Regions from separate parts of the Mus musculus genome. Here region 2 is linked to region 1. Evidence: chromatin contacts called from public promoter capture Hi-C data. All regions are on one chromosome and are shown on one strand. The core of a region is the stretch at or near the end of the contact, and the rest is flanking DNA. Distances in the headings are between cores, read along the strand shown.

What was found. Promoter capture Hi-C pulls out the DNA fragments that hold promoters and counts their contacts.
Region 2: a promoter capture Hi-C map of pre-B cells shows a contact between it and region 1. The contact joins the promoter of Zcchc2 here to the promoter of Gin1 in region 1.

What each region holds. Positions count from the first base shown.
Region 1 is chr1:97,767,356-97,772,050 of GRCm38.p6, forward strand. It overlaps Gin1 (gypsy retrotransposon integrase 1), which reads left to right and starts at 2,817. Exons shown (of 8, transcript NM_026250.3): 1 at 2,817-2,900. It overlaps Ppip5k2 (diphosphoinositol pentakisphosphate kinase 2), which reads right to left and starts at 2,737. Exons shown (of 28, transcript NM_173760.5): 1 at 2,500-2,737.
Region 2 is chr1:105,987,585-105,991,943 of GRCm38.p6, forward strand. Zcchc2 (zinc finger, CCHC domain containing 2) reads left to right here and starts at 2,822. Exons shown (of 14, transcript NM_001122676.1): 1 at 2,822-4,123. The coding sequence starts at 3,206. It overlaps Gm7160 (predicted gene 7160), which reads right to left and starts at 2,698. Exons shown (of 3, transcript NR_151625.1): 1 at 2,588-2,698; 2 at 1,435-1,519.

The DNA.
Region 1 (4,695 bases), core at 1,567-4,066:
GTGATGCTGACATTGCTTGGAATCTCACCGTAAGAACTGCTCCACTCTTGAAAATTTAACTTTAACTCTTGCTCCCCACCCCAAAATTCCTTAGCAGCTCTAGGCAGCAGACAGAATGAGGTTATACATCACATACAGTTTTGAAGATTAAATGAGAACGCAGGCGGCCAGAACAGCTAGCATGCAGTAAGGACTCTGTAAACATTAGCTGTTTCTATAACTGGTTAACTATGGTTATAAATAAGATTTTTCTGACTTTAACTGGCAAAAAACAAACATAAGCAACTCAGTTTAGAATGAACCTTCTAGCGAAGGCTGCCTGTGCAGATCCTCTTCTGATGGTCTTTGTGGAGACCTTTTTCAAGGCTCCAGTTTTACTTGGCTGCTCCACACCGGACGACCTACTGCCCTGGACAAACAGTCCTCTCTCTCATATGTTTACTCATTCTGGCTTGAGCTGCCTCTTCCTTAAATTAACACCCCGAATAAGCCATCAGTCCTGTATAGTATCTAGAGTTCCCTTACAAAAGTCCCCCAAGCTATCTTTCCATAGGTTCCACTAAAGTCCAGAAGTCCAGCCCCGGAATTAGTAAATTTCCACTAAAAATAAAAAAATTAAAAAGGAAACTGGAGCTCCATCAACTGCTGTTCAACCGGAATACAAACACATAACTGGTTTTCCTGAGATCCCAAAGCATTTTCTAGTGGAAACTTTATTATAAATGATAGCTAAATTCCAAGGCACTAGGAAGAAGTTACATAAAAAGTGTTAAATATTGGTTTCTTCCTGCTAGGAAAGGCAAGCTAGAATAGGTTTTTCGATTATATAAACCAAGACAGTTCCAAGTTCCATACAACTTTGGCAAATGACTGATTCCTCTCCCTCTTCAAAAGGTATACCTCTTTCTGCTGAGTCAGCATTTCTGCCTGGAATTTACCTTTCTGCTGAGTTAGCTTTTTGGTTTGGATTTTATTGCCATTTTAGAGGTAGTTCCTATTCCTGAAATAAACTGGAAGACTTCAAAGAATGCTTCCCAGACTCTTCTCATGCATCTACCAAACCCCAAACACATTTCTTAACCTTTTTGTCTCCTTGTGCTCCATACGTACCTTTCCCAATGATCTGTTTCACACCTGACAATGATGTGAGTGCTCAGGGTTTTGTTTCTAATTATCAAACATTTCAAATTATCAGAAAAACTAAATGAACTACTCTTATGCCTAGTATTAGATTCAATAGTCTATCAATTGTTAAATTTAATACCTTTATAATTACCTAAAAACTGAGATAGCAAGCATTGTACAATTATGAGCCTTCTAGTCATCAGTTTTTCCACTTGCCTTTTCAAAAAATAGCCTATGCTGCAGAAAATACATTCGACAGTCTGAAATATGTAATTCTACAGCACATACAGAATTTGCAGAAAGATCACGACTGTCATTTGTCACACACATATACACAAGCACACTATGGATGCATAACCTCTGATAGTTAGTGAAGAAACTGGAATAACAAGAGCAATGGCAGGACAATAGAATACAGATGCTGGATTCAGATCTAGTTTCTAGTAAACACTCAAAGGTTTTCCTGTGGCAAAATGTAACCAGGGTAAGTTCCACTACCTCACTAACTTTCCATTTTCCGGCTTAAAAATATAATAACCTAACAACCTTCACGAGCCTCTTGAAAGGATGAATGACAATATATGTGCAAACCATGTGGTACTGTTACACACTAATATCAGCTATCGTTATATTATTGCTCAAAAACCACGGGTTTCAGTTAGAAAAAAAAAACTGTAATAGTGAAACAAAATCCTGCCCCGGTATAGGCTAATGCTTAAGTCAGCCATGCTTCCTACTTCTGTGTCTTCCAGGACGCAAAAAGCAAAACGACCATTACCACAAACCTCAAGAATGGTAACTCTCAGGAAGTTGTCCAGAACCTCCAGGATGAGATCCAAAGGTCACTATCTACATGGGAGGACGCAACGCTGTGTAATCGATAAGGCGCGGGTGCGGCATTGACCTGCAACCTCGTCTCTTACCTTGCAACGCCGCTGTGCACACACACACAGTGCTTTTGTTCTTTGGAAGTGGGTGTGGAAAGCAAAGACAAGCAGAGCAAAGGATAGGGAATGAAACAGACACCTCTCCCCACAGAAGAAGCCAAACAACGGCGCACCCCTCGGTGAACGGAGATCCAAATACAAGTCGAACGTGGGTAGCTCCCTAACTAGCGGGACTGCAATTTCGGGCTTTTCAAACTCTAGAAATGAAAAGAGGAAGCGACTCGGGAAGCGGAGGAGAAATCAAGCCTGAAAGGGACCCTGGGGATGTTCTGTCACTCGTCCACAAGCACGCTGCCCTCCGCGACTGTCCGTGGCTCTTGCAAGACCACGTGTCCCGCATCCGCACCGTGGAGCAGAGACAAAGCAAACACCTGGAGGCGGCGGCGAGCCTCGGGCTGCCGGAGATGTCGCCTCTCCCGGTCCTCACCTGCCGTGGCTGCGGGCAGCAAGCGATCTGCGGGAGATGCTTGAGCCCATCCAGGTTTCGGTTCCTCCCCCTTTAATTGCGGGGGCGAGGGAAGGACGCTTGTGCCGAGGCGGCTCTCGGAGGCGTGGACCTGAAGCTTCCCTCGCCGGCCACCGCGGAACCGCTGGCACTGGCACACCTCAGGAGCCTCCGACACGCCTCTTCCCTGCCCGCCCTCCACAGGGCTCCCACGGAAACTGCACCGGCCGGAACAGTTTCCGGCGGACCAACGACCCGCCTGAGCCTTCCTGTTCCACAAGCGCCACCAGAACTCCGACCCCCGGCAGTTCCGCTTCCGGTAGCACCAGATAAATCGCGAGAGGAGAGTTAAAAACCTGCCGTTTGCACTTAGGACCACTTCGGTGAGTGGTCGTTCTAGTGTGTTCTGTCATACCTATTTTTCTTTATTTTTTTCTTCATTTTTTTTAAAAACGGAGACGTAGCCTTCCAGTAACTTTAAAACGGTCCCCTTCGACTGCTCTAAGGACGGGTTTGACTAGCGGAGGTTTCGCGCAGGCGCCGTTTGGGGCGGGAGGGCCTTGAACTTGCACAGCGCCGCGGATGGTGGCTGCAAAGAGGCGAGGACTGTTGGGCTCAGGGAGGTGGCGACTCGGTATAATTGAGCTGTCAACGGTCCTTTTCCTGCTTAGGCAAGGATTAGCGGGACCTAGCCCTCAGGGGTCCGTTAACGAGGTGTCAAAAAGCTTGCGGAGCTCTCCCTTGCCGGCGGCGGCGAATGCTGGACTGCCTTCAAAACTCGAGTGCAGCGGCGCTTGTCCGAAGCTGGAGGAGTTTCGTCCTGCATAGTAGTCACCATTCAGTGTGAAAACGTACACCTGTGTAAAGGAACGAGCTCAAGGGGGGTGGGGTGGGGACCTTAAAGCTCTAAAGGGAAAATACACTTTTTAAAAAAATCTCAATTTTCAAAATGGACCTGAATTTGTCCTGTGCGGCTTTATCTGTATGCATATGGAAATAAAGGGAAAAGAGGCAGGGTATGGTCTGAAGTATTGCCGCCTCAGGCTTATCCCTGCCTCCTCCCAGTTAATATATAATTGTACGGGTTCAGTTTTCAGAGATTAAAGCAGAATAATTCAAAAGTCGGAACCCTAATCCCACAATCCTGTGTTTATTAAAACATTACAACTTTTGTGTTTTGAAGTTAGAATACAAACTTACTGTGTAACCTTTCATTGGCTTTAATAGTAGCTTCATGCTAAAAATAAAAAGAATAGTTAATTGTTTTCATTGGTTACGCAAGACAAAATTATAGATGTTAAGCAATAAGTATTGGTAAAAATATTTGTTGTTCTTAACGTTGTACGAGGAACATGCTGTAAAGACCTAATCAAATATCCTGATGAAATTGCAACACTTTGGTGCTCAGCTTTTAACGGAATGCATATGCCCAGCTGCCTCACCCGAGCTGACCGGCCTCCCTATCATGGGACACAGGGCTGTCCAACTGTGACTCAGAATAAACCATTCTCCTTGGTGCCTTTCCTGCTCATTTTATAGTAACAGTGACACGGTAGCTAATGTGGGCAGCTCTCACAATTGAGAGGCTTCTGTACAGCAAAGGAAACATTTGAGTGAAAAGATACCCTGCATAGTAGGGAAAAACCATTCCCACTAGTAGAAGACTGCTGCCTGGAATGTGCAGAGAAATCAAAATACTAAGGAAAAAATACAGAATCCAGTTTTATAAGTGGGTAAAGGACTGAGTGAAAAATTCTCAAAAGAGAAATACATGTCATCGAAACTATGTTTTAAAACTGTTAAACATCTTTATCCACTAGGTAAATGCAGATTAAGACAAATTTGAAATTTCATCTTAGGCCATTAAGGTCACCATCCTTAAGAGGTCAAATAACAAAATGACAAAAGCATGCAGAGGTGGGAGGAAGGGAGCTCTTATTCAGTTCTGGTGGGGTATGAACGGGTGCGGCACTACATGGGAGTAAGCTCGGGGCCTCTCACAAACTAAAACTAGAACTTCCACGTGACCCAACTCTCCGGCTTCTGGGCATATCCCAGGGTATGTGAATATTTTCACAGAGACATTTACATACCTTTGCTTACTGCTCTTGTATTCACATTAGCAAGGAAATGAGATCACTCCAGATGTCCATCACAGAATGTCTGTAGAATACATGT
Region 2 (4,359 bases), core at 1,572-4,071, 8.2 Mb after region 1:
TGCAACCTTCCCTTGAAACCAGTTTTCTTTTTGCAGAGAAATACACATTTGGATGTTAAGAATAATAGCATCTTTCATGTTTTACTAAATGTTTATCAAGAGCATATGAAGACAAGACACAATAGTACCTTGAGCTAACTCTATTAGCCGGGGTTCCCCAGAGGAACAGAACCAAATGAATATCTTACAAGAAAAGTTATTAGATTGGCTTATACCGTATGGGATAGGTAGTTCAACAACAGTTGTCTACATGCTAGAGAGGCTGAGAACCTAGTAGCTTCTCAGTCCACAGAGCTAAAAATGTCTCCATGGTCCAGCTGCTGATCTCCAGTAATTAGAAGGGTAAAACTGGACTAAGGCATCAGGAAAGGAGGCAGTGGAAGAAAGGGGTCGGGGCAAGGCAGGCAGGTAAGAACAGCAGCTTTCCCTCCGATCACTTCTAATCTGGCCTCCTTGCTGGCAGATGCTGCCCTCCCTAGAGGGGTACCATCATAACATAAAGGAGGGTCTTCCCCCTCCATCAGTTCTTGTAAGAATTATTCTCACAACTGGCCCAGAAGCAAGTCTCTGACAAACAAGTTTAGCCATCACAATCCCAGTATGAAAAATTTGGATACAAACCCCACACTCGACACTCCTATAGCCCATGTGATTTGATTACACATGGAACATAAAATTTAGAGCATGTTTTTGCAACGAGGCAGATCATATTTCTGAAGAGTCATCAGAATCATGAGGGTAGTTCTCCAGAGTTAAACACTCCCATGTTGCCCTGGGCTCTCTCCCTTGAGAGTGAGCGCTGCAGCAGCCATCCTTCACCCTTGCTCCCTGTGTTCTGTCACTAATCACAGGGTGGAAAAAACCACTTAGACATGTGTGTGTGTGTGTGTGTGTGTGATTTGCAGAGTAGAGAGAGGGCCCTGAAACAACACCCTGTGGGGACAAACCATGAAGCTGGTGGAGGATAACCTGAATTAAGGTATAGTACATGTTATTTATAAGTGTTACTATCAACTGTGTTTTCTAATGCTAGCCAAGCTAGAGAGACAAAAATCATTATTAACAGTTGCAAATTTAATTCTGATGAAAATGTGGACTGGGTGCTGTGAGTCTAGATTAAATAACTGATGCAATAGAAAATTAAAGATTAAAAATCCATAGTCGGGATCACATATAAAAATCAATTTGGAAGTAGAGTATTTGCTCATTACATAAGGCATGGAAGTAAAGTTGGGAATGTGGTAGGGGAGGGGACGGGGGGGGGGGCTCCTCACTATTCTGCTTAAAACATTTCATCCTAAGCTTCAGAAATGTGCCTAAGTGATCAGGCAGGAACAGTAGACTCGAGGATAGTAGCTGAGGCTTACTTCGTTTAAGCTATACCCAAGAAGCACACGAAAGAGAAAACTACATGTCAGAATAGCTTTCACTTACTTTTATCAATATAAAATGTGCTGAGTAATTCTCCATCTCTCGGTTTTATCACGGAAGCTGATTTAGGGTTCAATTCAGTCTTATCCTAAATGATAAAGCCGCAGAGTTTGTGAGATAAAGGCGATTCTATACACTCTGTAGATGTCCCAACACTCTCAACGAGGGTTAGTGTGGCTTTTAATTTTCTCACGCTCCTACTTTGGTTATGTGGTATAAGTTCTTTATTTAAAACTGTCGGAAATTTTAAAAAGCAAACACACAAAGAAACTACTATTATGGACCCTCAAATAATAATAATAATAATAATAATAATAATAATAATAATAATCCTGTTTCCCCCGCCCCTGGGCACAAGATTTATATTTATTTACAATCATGGACTGACAAACAGCATGCCAAGAACTCTTGACCGGCAGTCAGGCTCCAGCACAAATGAGACAGGATGGTCCTGATGGCTCTGAGAGCAATCATGGCCCCTTGGGTTGGTTTGGTTTTTAAATTGATTTTTATGGTTGGGCTATACATATCACTGAAAGAGTCATAGGGAGGGCGGTGTCTACAAAACTTAAAAATGTAATATCGCTTAAAAACTTAAAACCCTGACAAGACAGTAACTTATTAAATTGTTTAAAAGAGTTACAGGAAATTCACACCAGCTCAAGAATTCCAAATGTTCACGGATAGGAACTAAAACGTAGGCAATAAGTGATTGCGCAAACCATAGATTTGGGGCAGGAGGGCGTCCTTAAACTTAACCTTGCAAGCCAGATGCAACCATTAGGCCAAGCACCCCCAGCAACAGGGTCCCCTCAGCCGGATACCCGGCCCAAAGCAGCACCTTGCAGCCAGCCTGAGCAAGGGCGCTCGCCGCCCAAAACCACTCTACATCCCGACCTAACTCCTGGATCTTCGTCCCAGCGTTCACACCAACGGTCCAGGTGAAGTTTTAGAATATGGTAATCTCCCGTGGCTGACTTTGGCGGAGTTCACGAGGCGGCAGGGGCTGGGAACCCACTTGGCGTGATCCAGGGCGGTGGCTGACGCGAAGATGGTCTGCAGCCACGGCACGGTCAGATCTCTCAAGAAAAACTAAGTCGATGTCCCTCCTCCCACGCGAACCTCGCCCACTTCTGCCGCTCCGGGCCAAGCTCACCTCGCCGTGGTCCGAAAGTCCCAAACCCACGTCCTCAGTCTGCTGGAACCCATCAAGCATTAGGACCGCGCGGGATGTGCCAGAGCCTTGCAGCATAGCAGGAGGTGGGCGTGGCTTCTCAGAGAGGGCGGCTCCCGGCGGGGAGGGGGGGGCAAACGAGAAGCTCGCGTCACGCCAGATCTAAACGTTGATTGGCTGGAGTGCGGTGCGCGGAGCCCGCCAGCGTCTCCGCCCAGCCCCGCTGCTCCTCCTCCTCCTCGCCAAGCCGCTCTGCCAGCGCCGGCTCGAGAGGGAACGGCTCAGGCCGTCACCGCCAGCCCCGTGCGGACGCGGAAAGGCGGAAGGAGGACGCGCTCGTCGACTTGCTCCTCCCGCACCGGACTCCCCAGCGGGCACAGAGCCCAGGGGAGGAGCCGTCGCGGTCACGCCCCGCCTCCCGCCGGGACGAAGCTGCCGGCCGGCCACCGCCCCCCGTCCCCGGTCGGCGAGACCCGCCCCCGGCCCGCCCCGGCGGCATGGAGGGGCAACGTTCTTGACGGCCGTGCCGCCGCCCGGGCGCTCGGCTCCTCCCGCCGCCCCCGCTCCCTCGCTCGCATGTCCGCACCGCCTTAGCTGAGGATGCTGAGGATGAAGCTGCCACCGAAGTCGACGCACCCCAGCGAGCCGCCGCCCGACGCGGAGGAGCCCGAGGCGGACGCGCGGCCGGGCGCAAAGGCTCCGCTGCGCCGCCGCCGCGACTGCCGCCCGCCGCCGCCGCCCACGGGCCTGCCGCGGGGACCCCCGCCGCCGCCGTCGCCGCCCCGGGGGCTCGAGCCGCCTGTTGCTAGCGGGCCGACGGCGGGCGCGGGCATGCCGGGCGGCGGCGGGCACGCGGCGGCGCTGCGCGAACAGGAGCGGGTGTATGAGTGGTTCGGGCTGGTGCTGGGCTCGGCGCAGCGCCTTGAGTTCATGTGCGGGCTGCTGGACCTGTGCAACCCGCTGGAGCTGCGCTTTCTCGGCTCGTGCCTGGAGGACTTGGCGCGCAAGGACTACCACTACCTGCGCGACTCGGAGGCGAAGGCCAACGGCCTCTCGGACCCAGGGTCGCTGGCCGATTTCCGAGAGCCCGCCGTGCGCTCGCGCCTCATCGTATACCTAGCGCTGCTGGGCTCGGAGAACAGAGAGGCCGCTGGCCGCCTGCACCGCCTCCTGCCCCAGGTGGACGCGGTGCTCAGAAGCCTGCGCGCGACTCGAGCCGAGGGCTCGCGGGGCAGCGTGGAGGACGAGCCGAGTGGCGATGGCGAGCAGGACGCGGAGAAGGACGGCCCCGGCCCGGAAGGCAGTGGCTGCGCCAAGCTCGGGACTGGAGGCGGGCTCGGCTTCAGGGCCCAAGAGGAACTGCTGCTGCTGTTCACCATGGCTTCGCTGCACCCGGCTTTCTCCTTCCACCAGCGGGTCACCCTGAGGGAGCACCTGGAGAGGCTCCGCAGCGCACTCCGGGTGGAGCCGGAGGACGCGGAGGTGGAGCCCAGCAACTTTGCGGGCTCCAGGGCCCAGGTAAGGTGCGAAGAAGTGCAGTCGCAGCTCCGGCCTCCGCCTCGGCGGGCCTCAGAATCCAGCTCTGACCCCAGCCTCATGCAGGTGTCTCGGAATAACCACTCCGCGGCTCTCAGCCATGGGTAGTCATCGTCATTTTCTTGGGTGGCTCATTTCCAGTCACCCACATGCACATTGAGCCACCCGCCATAACAGAATGCTCTAGAATTCTCTTCTGATGTGCACGAGTTATCACG